Regions from separate parts of the Pan troglodytes genome. Here regions 2 and 3 are each linked to region 1. The links are chromatin contacts, called in public Hi-C and capture Hi-C maps. All regions are on one chromosome and are shown on one strand. The core of a region is the stretch at or near the end of the contact, and the rest is flanking DNA. Distances in the headings are between cores, read along the strand shown.

What was found. A called contact is a pair of places that touch in the nucleus more often than the background predicts. Capture Hi-C pulls out chosen DNA fragments and counts their contacts.
Region 2: a Hi-C map of stem cell-derived neural progenitor cells shows a contact between it and region 1, with 3 times the contacts expected there. The contact joins the promoter of SOST here to the enhancer-like site in region 1. A contact is called at or near these places in 2 of 7 Hi-C or Micro-C datasets (induced pluripotent stem cells and stem cell-derived neural progenitor cells).
Region 3: a contact with region 1 is called in a capture Hi-C map of stem cell-derived neural stem cells, with 4 times the contacts expected there. The contact joins two enhancer-like sites. A contact is called at or near these places in 3 of 7 Hi-C or Micro-C datasets (blood, induced pluripotent stem cells and stem cell-derived neural progenitor cells) and 1 of 1 other capture datasets (stem cell-derived neural stem cells).

The regions. Positions count from the first base shown.
Region 1 is chr19:24,368,344-24,372,875 of NHGRI_mPanTro3-v2.0_pri, forward strand. DHX8 (DEAH-box helicase 8) reads right to left here. Exons shown (of 23, transcript XM_016931728.3): 23 at 1,860-2,154. The coding sequence ends at 2,052. ETV4 (ETS variant transcription factor 4) reads left to right here. Exons shown (of 13, transcript XM_511536.7): 13 at 1-811. The coding sequence ends at 135. Among named protein-coding and RNA genes, the nearest start is that of ETV4, 20 kb to the left of the region's middle. Within about 2 kb of position 2,463, at least 3 of the 24 cell types and tissues checked have an H3K27ac peak or open chromatin away from gene starts, as enhancers often do. A contact at or near this core is called in stem cell-derived neural progenitor cells and stem cell-derived neural stem cells, where this site is marked.
Region 2 is chr19:24,138,084-24,142,615 of NHGRI_mPanTro3-v2.0_pri, forward strand. SOST (sclerostin) reads left to right here and starts at 2,586. Exons shown (of 2, transcript XM_001153653.7): 1 at 2,586-2,877. The coding sequence starts at 2,658.
Region 3 is chr19:24,226,748-24,231,279 of NHGRI_mPanTro3-v2.0_pri, forward strand. No RefSeq gene overlaps it. Among named protein-coding and RNA genes, the nearest start is that of MEOX1, 9.0 kb to the right of the region's middle. Within about 2 kb of position 2,739, at least 3 of the 24 cell types and tissues checked have an H3K27ac peak or open chromatin away from gene starts, as enhancers often do. A contact at or near this core is called in stem cell-derived neural stem cells, where this site is marked.

The sequences.
Region 1 (4,532 bases), core at 1,213-3,712:
AAGGCTGAGTTTGACCGGCCTGTCAGTGAGGAGGACACAGTCCCTTTGTCCCACTTGGATGAGAGCCCCGCCTACCTCCCAGAGCTGGCTGGCCCCGCCCAGCCATTTGGCCCCAAGGGGGGCTACTCTTACTAGCCCCCAGCGGCTGTTCCCCCTGCCGCAGGTGGATGCTGCCCTGTGTACATATAAATGAATCTGGTCTTGGGGAAACCTTCATCTGAAACCCACAGATGTCTCTGGGGCAGATCCCCACTGTCCTACCAGTTGCCCTAGCCCAGACTCTGAGCTGCTCACCGGAGTCATTGGGAAGGAAAAGTGGAGAAATGGCAAGTCTAGAGTCTCAGAAACTCCCCTGGGGGTTTCACCTGGGCCCTGGAGGAATTCAGCTCAGCTTCTTCCTAGGTCCAAGCCCCCCACACCTTTTCCCCAACCACAGAGAACAAGAGTTTGTTCTGTTCTGGGAGACAGAGAAGGCGCTTCCCAACTTCATACTGGCAGGAGGGTGAGGAGGTTCACTGAGCTCCCCAGATCTCCCACTGCGGGGAGACAGAAGCCTGGACTCTGCCCCACGCTGTGGCCCTGGAGGGTCCCGGTTTGTCAGTTCTTGGTGCTCTGTGTTCCCAGAGGCAGGCGGAGGTTGAAGAAAGGAACCTGGGATGGGGGGTGCTGGGTATAAGCAGAGGGGGATGGGTTCCTGCTCCAAGGGACCCTTTGCCTTTCTTCTGCCCTTTCCTAGGCCCAGGCCTGGGTTTGTACTTCCAACTCCACCACATCTGCCAGACCTTAATAAAGGCCCCCACTTCTCCCATTAGTTCTCCTGTGTCCTCTTTGCTGCCATGTGGGAACAGACCTGGGGGTAGAAAGAGCTCTGGTCTTGAAGCAGAGCTGACTGGTTTGGGGCCAGGCCCTGGCGCTTAAATCCTCATGTAGATTTGAAAAAAGGCAGTTCACCTGACTGTTTCTCTTCTGAAAAATGGGCTTAATGATACCTGCCCTTCCTCCTCCCCAGCATTACTGTGTGAGGATCCAGAAATAATGGACAGGGGGTACTTGATAACCTGGACAGGCGCCCCTTGTGCACTCTGGGCCTGCTTCCAGCAGCAGTCTCCCTGCCCCTGTGGGCGGGTCAGGTGGGCTACTGAGTGGCAAGGGTCTCCCTCCTGGGACTTCCTCAGGCAGGGTTTTGGTCTTTGGTTTCTGTGATCCCAGTTGTTCCCATGACCCTGCTGCCCCACATAGACCCCAATTGCATGTCCTCCCTCCTACCTCAGCTCTAGGTTGCTACTTTTGCTGGGGTTGGGGACAAGTGTCTGGAGAATGGGGCAAAGGAGAAAGGCTCCCAGGCCAGATGGTACAGAGAGAGGCTAGAGCAGGCCCTGGATTCTGGCCAGTGGAGATTAGATCTTCTGGGGAGTGGGAAACACCTAGATTCTCCTTGCCCAAATTTGGGAGAGATCAGAGTCCTGAGGCTGAGTTTTTTGGGGGTAGGTAGAAATGGCAAAGCGGACAACATGGTGACACCTATGGAGGATGTATGACTGAGATGTGACAACAGGTGGGAGGGGCAGAATGGGTGGTTCTAGAGCCAGCTGCTATGTAAACCGCTGCCCAGGAGACATGCTCAGGTAAAAACCGGTGCTCTCCTGTTAAATAGAAACTGCAGCTGTGCTGAGGTTGGGCCAGCCCAACTCTGTTCATGTCTCAGGTTGGCCCAGCACCAACCTGAGACCATCCCTTGCAGGAAGGGATGCCCCTCGACCACTACCTACAAATAAAAGGCAACATTACTTCTTCCTAGAAACACAAAATATCAATGTACTGACACAATTTAGTGCAAGAAACAAAATTTTAAAAACAGGTTTTAAAAATATATAATTTAATTCCACATTAAAGCCAAGCTATCGTGGTGGGAAGAAGGTGTAAAAATCGGTGGAAACCCTGAAGGCCAAGTACACACACAAAGAGAGAGGGATTTAGCTGAGAAGCAGCATCCAGGGAAAGAAAGGTCTCCACAAGCTGAGATGATTGCCCTCTGCCCTCTGAACTGTTCGTTAACAAGTCACTAGTCCCAGTTCTTTGTTCAAATCCTCAAACTTGGAGAGGCACTGCTCCAATGAGACAGCTACAGCAACCACGGGGAGGAAGTGCTTTGGGCTGCAGGAGAGACAGTCAAAGCCAAATCACGTCCAGGCGGGATGAAGTAAACCTGGACCGAGGAGCCTGACCCAGCTGCGGAGCTCACACATGCCCCATAGGGACGGTCCCGCCATATACACAAACAGCACACTCAGCATGTGTGCAGAGGCAGGCAACTCCTGAGCTTGGTTCTCGCGGGGTGGGGGTGAAAAATATACTTTAATGGCCAAGAAGATCCCAGCTCTCTGCATGAGACCCACATCCTCTCCTGGGCTGTCACTCAATCTTGGGAAATACTGGTTCAAGGAAGAGAAACAAGGGCTCCATTGTGTGAGAGCAGCAGGCAAGCTCCCCCTCTGCATCTGGACAGGACCCCCCCACCTTCTCCCTCAGAGCAGGCTCAGCTCAGCTGCTGACATTGCTTTCCTGATGGTCAAAAGGTCAGAACCCAGCTATGTTGTCATAGCAGAGAAGTGACCTCAGCTCTAGGGTAGAGAGATGGTCAAGGAACACCCACAGAATGGGGATCCTTCTTTTTCCTCCACCTGAGCCAGAAAAGATAACCAACCCTGCTGTCTCTTATCCTTAGCCCATTCAACATCCCTTTTCAACCTCAGCTTGAAACCCAACCCTCCCTCCCCAGGTGTCAACATTGTCAGTGCTGGGCACTCAGTCAGGACAGGCTGGGCCACTATATCCAGGAGTGTTTCTGAATGGGGAAAATTTAGGCTGGAATTAGGACTGGGAGCCAGGTGTGGTGGCATGCACCTGTAGTCCCAGCTACTCAGGAGGCTGAGGCAGGAAGATCACTTGAGCTCAGGAGTTTGATGCCAGCCTAGGCAAGATGGCAAGACCCTGTCTTAACAAAAACAAAAACAAAACAAAACGAGATTGGGGAGGTGGGTGCCCAGTCCCCGTTTCCCCTTTGGTTTCATTTGAGGTCCCTGTACTGTCTCTCCCCAGAAGGCCTTCAAGGTTAACACACAACAATGCCCTGCCCCTGGATTACTGGCCTGGGCTTACGAAGGCGCATACTCAGACAGAATCAGGAGGCACTCACTCAGCTTAATGAAGGGGCAGGGATCTGCAGCCAGCAGATTGCCTGGCCTATATTCCTCTCCCTCGGACTCTTTCTGAATTGTCTTTAGGGTGTGGTTTGCTGCCCAGTGACAACATACATTCCTTTATATCCTGGAATGTTACATAGTCTCTCTTAGTGTCTGGCATACAGTTCTACAGTAGTTCTAGCATTTACATCACTTCAGAACTTACTAATAACATAAGGACAGGAGAAGCAGCAACGTAACAGGATGTGCCCAATCTCTCAGAAGCTTCTCTACAAGCACTACATCCAGACCAGCTTTCCGTAAGTTCCGCAACCTGGCCTGGCAAGACCTGCCTGATGTTCCGCCAGGTAAGGAGCCTCCTCAGTGCAGAGGACAGTGGCTCTCGACTGTAATCCCACCGCTTTGGGAGGCAGAGGCAGGAGGATTGCTTGACGCCAGGGATTGGAGAGCAGCCTGGGCGGCATAGTGGGAACCCATCTCTATGGGAAGAAAAAAAAAAAAACCCTCCTCAGGAGCTGTGAGGAGGGCACAAGGAGGTGGCCATTCTCCAAGCAAGTGCTAGGAAAAAACCACTAAGAACAAGCCCTGCAGCACAGATACTGGCAGCACAAACCAGCTGAGAGGAGAGGTGTTATGTTTGTTTTCTGTTTGGAGTGGGGAAAGGGAGGTTTTGACCATAAAATCCCTTCGTTAAAGTCCATCCAGGACCTCAGGGGAAAAAAATAAAAACAAAATAAAATAAAAGCTGTGTTGTTACTTAGTATGTTTCAAAAGGAAATGGGACATGCTGCACATTGCGAACGTGGGAGGTGGAGGGAGCAAGGGGAAACCTTCTGTATTTAATATGTGCCATCTGTAGCCACTCAGGCCTCCAGACTGAAGTGCTCTGTGGAGAGGACATGGTTGATCATCGGGCGATCCCCCAGCACGGCCCGGCTAGTGCTGATGCTGAAAGACAAGGCTGGAAGTCTGGGCTGTACGTCGTTTCCGAGCGCAAAGAGGCCCTGCGCTCTGGTTTCAGGGGATTCAGGGGATTCTCATCATGTGTGCCAGAGCACAGATACTAAATCTCCCTCACCCTGAGCCCAGGCCAATATCCTAACCTTTCGGCTAAAAGAAAACAGTCACAGAAAACCATTTTTGTTTCCTTAAGAAAATAAATATTTCCACGAGGTCAAGCCAAAGTACAGGGGCTGGAGACGGGGTAGGAAGTGGGGCAAACACTTTAGATGAGCACAGTAGCTCCTGCTAGCTGGGGCATCAGGGCCCTCACCATGTCCCTGCACAAGATGCTCGCCCACTCCACCTTCCCATCCTGGGGCTGCACAA
Region 2 (4,532 bases), core at 1,336-3,835, 230 kb before region 1:
TTTTAAATTTTTTGTAGAGACTAGGCCTCACCATGTTGCCCAGGCTTTTATTTCTTATATTTAAATTTATAATTATATCCACATTTTAAAATTTTAATTTAAAAAATTACTCCGAGGCCGGGCATTGTGGCTCATGCCTCTAATCCCAGCACCTTGGGAGGCCGAGTTGGGCAGATCACCTGAGGTCAGAAGTTCGAGACCAGCCTGAGTAACATGGAGAAACCCCCGTCTCTACTAAAAATACAAAATTAGCCGGGCGTGGTGGTGCATTCCTGTAATCCCAGCTACTCGGGAGGCTGAGGCAGGAGAATTGCTTGAACCCAGGAGGTGGAGGTTGCAGTGAGCCAAGATTGTGCCACTGCACTGCAGCCTGGGCCACAGAGAGAATCTGCCAAAAAAAAGAAAAAAAAAAAATTTCAGCCGTACAAGGATGTTCATAGCAACCCTGCTGAAAATAGGAAAAAAAATTGGAAATAACCTAAACTACTCACAATAGGAATCAGCTAAAACCCTGGGGGTTTAATTCCAGGGAATACTGTGAACAATGACAAGTTTGTGGGCTGAGTAAAAATAAAGAGCTGTCAATGACTTAACATTAAATGAAACGGCAGAAGATGTCACAGCAGGTTCTCGCTGAGCCATTCAGAGGGGTGTGGATCATTTGGAGGTTCAAGTCCACTGGATTCTTCTTTTTCCTTTTAATATTACTTCACTTCCAAATAAGGAAAGGAAAGGAAAGGAAAGGAAAGCACGTCCAGTCCTGAGACTTGCCATCCTGCAGTCACCCCTCCTTTTGTCTCCAGCAGGTGGCAGACGCGTTCCAGGGATGAATCCCACTGCCTCTGTTTAATGCAGACGGTCCAGCCGCTCCCAACAGCAGGTGGGGCTATAAGCATCCATCCTACCTGCTCAAGGAACCCAGGCATCAGAACTGCTCTCTCCCAAGTCCATTGCAAGAAGGCAGTCATCTGGTCATGAGAGGGTTAACAGTCCACATTCCAGAGCAAGGGAAAAGGAGGCTGGAGGGTCATAGACAAGGGGAGGAGGCGCGGAGGGCCAGCTTCTCACAACACTACCGGCTCTGCTGGGAGAGATAGATCACCCCCAACAATGGCCACAGCTGTTTTCATCTGCCCTGAAGGAAACTGACTTAGGAAGCAGGTATCAGAGAGGGCCCTTCCTGAGGGGGCTTCTGTCTGGCTTGTAAAACTGTCAGAGCAGCTGCATTCATGTGTCGGATGATGGATGATGGAAAGGAGGACAGTCGGCTGCAGATGGACACAGCGACTTGCAAGTTGAGGCAGGTGGCAAAGGACTTGCAGAGGCTCTGCAGGTGGGGCATACTGATTCATTGCCCAGTTAAAATACCAGAGGATCTGGGCAGCCTCTTCACAGGAGCTGCTTGTCCTCAAACAATCTGTCTTCAATGAAAGACTCCTCTGGCCTTCCTTTCTCTTCTTGCACCTCAGGTGTGAACCCTTCTCCCCCACGCCTCTACCTGCCCCCCCGCCCCCCGCCCCGGCCCTGTGTGGCTCATTATATGCAGGGCCAAGGCAACATTTTCTCTTAGCTTCTTTGTGACCAGTTGGTCCTGGGATGGCTTCATGGAACACATCCTGTGGTGTGCACCAATGAAGCTTTCCATACAGGACTCAAAACTGTTTTTGAAAAATGTAACCAGCTGGAAGACAAGAAAATAAAATGTCAGCACTAAAAACGCTGGCTGTGGCTTTTGCTAAGGAAAGGAATTTGGTGTTGTCTTCTCACACACACAGACTGGTTGGGGAAGTGACTGTCTTCAGCACATCACCCTGCGAGCCACAGTGAGTGCCCTGGCTCAGAAGTGCCTGTCACAGTGCACAGGATCCCTGAGGAGCATGAGCTGGGATTTCCTCTGTGCTGTCTATCACAGGAGCCTGAGTGACCAGCGCATCCTCGATTTGTAACCAGAATCCTGCCCCCTCTCCCAAGTGGGCACCCTTGCTCTGACCCTCTAGTTCTCTCTCTTGCCTTCCAGAGAATACCAAGAGAGGCTTTCTTGGTTAGGACAATGAATGCTGAGACTTGTGGAGTTGGGACCAATGGGATTTCTTTAAAAGCATCTTTTTGCCTCTGGCTGGGTCTATGGGGGTCAAACAGAAACGCCTTGGGCCATTTGTTGGTGGGGTGACAAATGAACTTGGCCTGAGAAATGGAATAGGCCGGGCTCAGCCCCGCGAAGCACTCGGAACTGCACATTTTCTTTGTTGAGCGGGTCCACAGTTTGTTTTGAGAATGCCCGAGGGCCCAGGGAGACAGACAATTAAAAGCCGGAGCTCATTTTGATATCTGAAAACCACAGCCGCCAGCACGTGGGAGGTGCCGGAGAGCAGGCTTGGGCCCTGCCTCACACGCTCCCTCTCTCTGGGTCACCTGGGAGTGCCAGCAGCAATTTGGAAGTTTGCTGAGCTAGAGGAGAAGTCTTTGGGGAGGGTTTGCTCTGAGCACACCCCTTTCCCTCCCCCCGGGGCTGAGGGAAACATGGGACCAGCCCTGCCCCAGCCTGTCCTCATTGGCTGGCATGAAGCAGAGAGGGGCTTTAAAAAGGCGACCGTGTCTCGGCTGGAGACCAGAGCCTGTGCTACTGGAAGGTGGCGTGCCCTCCTCTGGCTGGCACCATGCAGCTCCCACTGGCCCTGTGTCTCGTCTGCCTGCTGGTACACACAGCCTTCCGTGTAGTGGAGGGCCAGGGGTGGCAGGCGTTCAAGAATGATGCCACGGAAATCATCCCCGAGCTCGGAGAGTACCCCGAGCCTCCACCGGAGCTGGAGAACAACAAGACCATGAACCGGGCGGAGAACGGAGGGCGGCCTCCCCACCACCCCTTTGAGACCAAAGGTATGGGGTGGAGGAGAGAATTCTTAGTAAAAGATCCTGGGGAGGTTTTAGAAACTTCTCTTTGGGAGGCTTGGAAGACTGGGGTAGACCCAGTGAAGATTGCTGGCCTCTGCCAGCACTGGTCGAGGAACAGTCTTGCCTGGAGGTGGGGGAAGGATGGCTCGCTGGTGCAGCCTTCAAATTCAGGTGCAGAGGCATGAGGCAACAGACGTTGGTGAGAGCCCAGGGCAGGGAGGAGGCTGGGGTGGTGAGGGTATGGCATCAGGGCATCAGAACAGGCTCAGGGGCTCAGAAAAGAAAAGGTTTTAAAGAATCTCCTCCTGGGAATATAGGAGCCACGTCCAGCTGCTGGTACCACTGGGAAGGGAACAAGGTAAGGGAGCCTCCCATCCACAGAACAGCACCTGTGGGGCACCAGACACTCTATGCTGGTGGTGGCTGTCCCCACCACACAGACCCACATCATGGAATCCCCAGGAGGTGAACCCCCAGCTCGAAGGGGAAGAAACAGGCTCCAGGCACTCAGTAACTTGGTAGTGAGAAGAGCTGAGGTGTGAACCTGGTTTGATCCAACTGCAAGATAGCCCTGGTGTGTGGGGGGGTGTGGGGGACAGATCTCCACAAAGCAGTGGGAGAGGAAGGCCAGAGAGGCACCCCTGCAGTGTGCATTGCCCACGGCCTGCCCAGGGAGCTGTCACTTGAAGGAATGGGAGTTTTCGGCACAGTTTTAGCCCCTGACATGGGTGCAGCTGAGTCCAGGCCCTGGAGGGGAGAGCAGCATCCTCTGTGCAGGAGTAGGGACATCTGTCCTCAGCAGCCACCCCAGTCCCAACCTTGCCTCATTCCAGGGGAGGGAGAAGGAAGAGGAACCCTGGGTTCCTGGTCAGGCCTGCACAGAGAAGCCCAGGTGACAGTGTGCATCTGGCTCTACAATTGGCAGGAATCATGAGGCCATGGGGGCGTCTGGAATGACACTTCAGACTAAGAGCTTCCCTGTCCTCTGACCATTATCCAGGTGGCAGAGAAGTCCACTGCCCAGGCTCCTGGACCCCAACCCTCCCTGCCTCACAACCTGTTGGGGCTATGGGGTGCTAAAAAGGGCAACTCCATGGGAGGCCAGCCAGGACCCTCTGTCTTCAAAATGGAGGACAAGGGCGCCTCCTCCCACAGCTCCCCTTCTAGGCAAGGTCAGCTGGGCTCCAGTGACTGCCCGAAGGGCTGTAAGGAACCCAAACACAAAATGTCCACCTTGCTGGACTCCCACGAGAGGCCACAGCCCCCGAGGAAGCCACATGCTCAAAACAAAGTCATGATCTGCAGAGGAAGTGCCTGGCCTAGGGGCGCTATTCTCGAAAAGCCGCAAAATGCCCCCTTCCCTGGGCAAATGCCCCCCTGACCACACACACACTCCAGCCCTGCAGAGGTGAGGATGCAAACCAGCCCACAAACCAGAAAGCAGCCCCAGACGATGGCAGTGGCCACATCTCCCCTGCTGTGCTTGCTCTTCAGAGTGGGGGTGGGGGTGGGTGGCCTTCTCTGTCCCCTCTCTGGTTTGGTCTTCAGACTATTTTTCATTCTTTCTTGTCACATTGGAACTATCCCCATGAAACCTTTGGGGGTGGACTGGTACTCACACGACGACCAGCTATTTAAAA
Region 3 (4,532 bases), core at 1,489-3,988, 140 kb before region 1:
AATGCTGGATGTGGATTGAGCTTTTGTGGCTGTGCTAGTGTGTGTGTGTGTGTGTGTGTGTGTGCACGCGCGCCTGCCCCTGCTTTGGCATTTCTGCCCAGATCCAGGGGCTCTGCCATATGGGTGAGCAGGTACACACACGTGCTTAGTAGTATCTCTAAGGGTGTCAAGGACATACGTGTGTGCTGGTGCTCTGAGCCTGCCTGTATTCAATTTTGTGTGATGTGTGGCCCACATGCACCTGCTGTATATAGGGACTCTCAGGCTCCAGGGAGGAGACATACATGTGTATGTGTGTGTTTGTGGGTGTGCACCCCTGGTGTCCTGCCTCTCCTGGGGCTCAGTCAAGGCCTTCTGCTCTCTGTTGCTGGGATGTTTTACTTCCCCATGACACAGAGCCCTTCTAGGCTGCTGCTCTCCTCTGTGAGCCTTGCACCTGCCTTTCTCCTTCGCCAAGCATGCCTTAGGGGAGATGGTTTATTTCTTCAATTAAAAGAAGAAAGACCCTGGGAGGCTGCACACTTAAAATTACCACATTTTAAAAAGCTCTGACAGTCATGAAACTATAAACCTCACAGCAGTGTCTCTGCTGCCCCCAGGCTACTCCCAGCCCTGAACTAAGGGGTTCACCTCCTCCAGGACTTGGATGGCCCCTCTCCTGAGGCTGGAAGATCACACCTTCTCTGATCAGAGAGACCCCAGTATTGTTTGCATGCGTAATCATGTGTTCATCTTTCCGTTCCTCCAGATCTTTTTCTTCCATAGTGTTATATTCAGGAAAGAGGTTAGGAAGCAGAAAACCCAGGTTCTAGCACCCTCTCCCTGGCTGGGTGACCTTGGATGAGGCTCCTAACCTCTCTGGGCCTCAGATTTTTCCATGGCAGAATGAAGCTGGTGCACATCATGATCTAAAGTTTCTTCCTGCTCTGACACTGACATCTGAGCCCCACAAAACCTTGACAGTGAGTACAGGAGTCTGCATTATCCCCATTTTAATAAAGAAACAGAAGCTCATTAAGGTTAAGTGACCTCCCCCTTCCAGGGACACTGCATTTTCCACAACAGCACCCTGAAATTGACAAAGGTGGAGAGAGCAGCAAGAAACAGACAGGCACACGCTCACACTCCCCCCTGCGTGATCCTCTCTGAAAACACCCCGACAGCCAGGAGGGGATTGATGAGAATTTGCGTCACAGCCCTACACAGTAATTATTGGTGTTCATAATGATGCCCTAAGGCATTACATTCCCCTGAAATGCCTTCAGAATCATCAAAGAAAGATTAAGCCATGCCTACTATAATTGCTCTTTGAAATACCTTCTATTTTATTCTCCTGCTTGGAAAATTGATAACCTATGGATTTTCAATTAACTTTAAGTTACAAAGAATATTCAGTTTACCCAAGTATCTCATCCATTTATGGTTCCCTTTTAGGAGGAGTTGATTATCCATCTCAAGCTGTATTCCCCAAGGAGCCTGACGTTTTTACGAGATGACTGAGTTTGGGGGTGGAAAAACCCTTGATCTGTAATTGGAGGCCCTGGCTGCAGCCCTTTCTAGGACTGTGACTTTGGCAGGTCACCAGCCTCTCCAAACCTCAGTGTTCTCACCATTAAAAAAAATGGATTAATGCCAGTTCTGCTCCCTCGGGGTCATTGCCAGAATCAAGTAGATGATGGATGTGTTTGTAAATGTCATGTCTATGCAAATGAGAGACGCTCAGGAAGCACTTGAGAACTGCATGGTGAGACCTCTGGCGTAGCCAAGCCAGCCAAACTGCTAGGCTGGGCAAAGAACACATAACAGGCATCCTGGCCTCATGGCATTCCCAGTAACAACTGATGCAGCCATGGCTAAGTCCCTAGGCCTCTCTGGGCCTCAGCTTCCTGATCTGTAAAATGGGGAGCAGAGAGAGTTGGACAAGATCAGAGACTGCAGATTGGTATTACAAGAACCAGTCATGCCATGTTCTGGGCTGCTTTTAATTGAATGGCAGTGTTTTGAATTCATTGCCAACATTTAAAAGTTGACAGGTTGCCTATAAAAAATCTGGAAATATGGCTTTTTTTTGACAAATGGAAAGATATGGTTGGTTACACTGGGCCCATGTTCATGCAAGGGAAAATTGGCCAGTGCCAAGTAGCTGTTGGCCCCCTCTTTCTCCCATCAAAGGCACCCAGGTGTCTCCCTCCCAGCTGGCTTGGGGAACCTGTGTTTACTTGCCTGGCTCCATGGATTCTGACCCCTAAACTGACTGATCTCTAAAGCTTTAGACCTTGAACCATCATCACACCTCCCCCAGGGACGCTGGCCTTCGTCGGGAGGGGAAGGGTGAGGTGGGCAGTGATCTGGGAACTTCCGCAGGGCCACCTTCTCCACCTGGCCTGGGATGGGGAGAGGCACATTCCTTCAGCAGCTCCCAGGCCAGTGGACAGAGGGCTCTGAAGAGACTCCCCCCACCCCAGCCCTCACAGCCAGAGCTAGTAACTCACAGCTGCGGTTACCCACACGCTGATTTCTGTTTTAAAAAATACTGCTGGGTAAACAGCGAGGGAAACCTGAGCTGTTCCCACACCACATAAATCCCCGGTTTGCTGTCCTATCTGGTTAGCTGGTTTCCCCAAATAATGGCACTGCTGCCTCGAAAGCAAGGGGCTGGAAAAGGGAGGCCCCGAGAAGTGGGCGGCTGGGAGTCTCCCAGGCTGGCTCCAGGCCCAGGCCTGGTGGCCTCCCTCCTTCTCTCTTTCAGCACTTCCTGCCCAGGGGCACTCACCTTTGTCCTCACTCCTTCCACCTGGGCCGCCCTTCCTCCACCCCTCTGCTTTGTCTCTCTCAAAAGACCTCCACAGAAGGCTTTCCTGGGGGACCCTGGGCCCCTCCGGCAGCCAGAAAGCCCATAGCCAAAGGCAGACCTACCCCAACACCGCATTTCCCTCTGGAAGGCTCCCTTTAAAGTTTCCTTCCAGAGCCTTCTGTCAAAGTGCAACGTCCTGACTCAAAAGGTAAGGCCAGAGCCTTCTGCGTCCTGAAAATGAGTTTAGCCTTGGATTAGGATTGCCAGATTTAGGGGGAAAAGAAGACACTCAGTTAAATTGGAGTTTCAGATAAACAAACAACAATTTTTTAGTCTATGTCCCAAATATTTCCTGGAACAGACTTACCTCAGCACCCTGCATTTTATCTGGCAGCCCTACCTTAGCTCTTTTCCTTGAGAACAGGTTCTGATGGGGAAGAAGAAGAAGATAAACGAGTTATTAGGGCCACCAAGGTGCCTATAGGCTGAATCTCCCAGCCTCCCCAGCAGTTCCTCACTGCCAAGTACATAGTTGCGGGCAATTGGTCTGTAGAGTAATTGTTGAACAGGACCCTCCTTAAAACAGGGCAGGGAGGGTTGGGCACAATGGCTCATGCCTGTAATCCCAGGACTTTGGGAGGCCAAGGCGGGTGGATGATTTGAGGTCAGGAGTTTGAGATCAGCCTGGCCAACATGACAAAACCCTGTCTCTACTAAAAATACAAAAATCAGCCAGGCGTGGTGACATGCACCTGTAGTCCCAGCTACTTGGGAGGCTGAGGCAGGAGAATCAATTGAACCTGGGAGGTGGAGATTGCAGTGAGCTGAGATCACACCACTGCACTCCAGCCTGAGGGACTGAGAGTCTGTCTTAAAAAAAAAAAAAAAAAAAAAAAAAAAGTAGAGAGGCGGGGCACTGTGTCTCACTCCTGTAAATCCCAGCACTTTGGGAAGCCAAGGTGGGAGGATCACTCAAGGAAGGAGTTTAAGACCAGCCTGGGCAACATAGCAAGACCCCATATCTATTTTTTTTTTTTTTTTGAGACGGAGTCTCGCTCTGTCTCCCAGGCTGGAGTGCAGTGGCACGATCTCGGCTTGCTGCAAGCTCTGCCTCCCGGGTTCAAGTGATTCTCCTGCCTCAGCCTCCTGAATGGTTGGGACTACAACCATGCGCCACCACGCCCAGCTAATTTTTATATTTTTAGTAGAGATGGAGTTTCACCACGCTGACCAGGCTGGTCTCGAACCCCTGACCTCGTGATCCGCCCACCTCGGACTCCCAAAGTGCTAGGATTACGGGCGTGAGACACCGCGCCAGGCCCCCATGTCTATTTTTTTTTTTTTTTTTTTTTGAGACGGAGTCTCGCTCTGTCGCCTAGGCTGGAGTGCAGTGGCGCAATCTCGCCTTGCTGCAAGCTCCGCCTCCCGGGCTCACACTATTCTCCTGCCTCAGCCTCCGGAGTAGCTGAGACTACAGGCGCCTGCCACCACCATGCCTGGAGAATTTTTTGTATTTTTAGTGGAGACGGGGTTTCACCGTGTTAGCCAGGATGGTCTCGATCTCCTGACCTCGTGATCCACCCGCCTCGGCCTCCCAAAGTGCTGGGGTTACAGGCGTGAGCCACCGCACCCGGCCCCCCATATCTATTTTTTAAACGGGTTGTGGGGAGGGGGGCAGTGGGCAGAGAGATGGGGAGAGTCCATTTGTCCTTCCTCCTTCGTGCTGTGTGGAATGCTG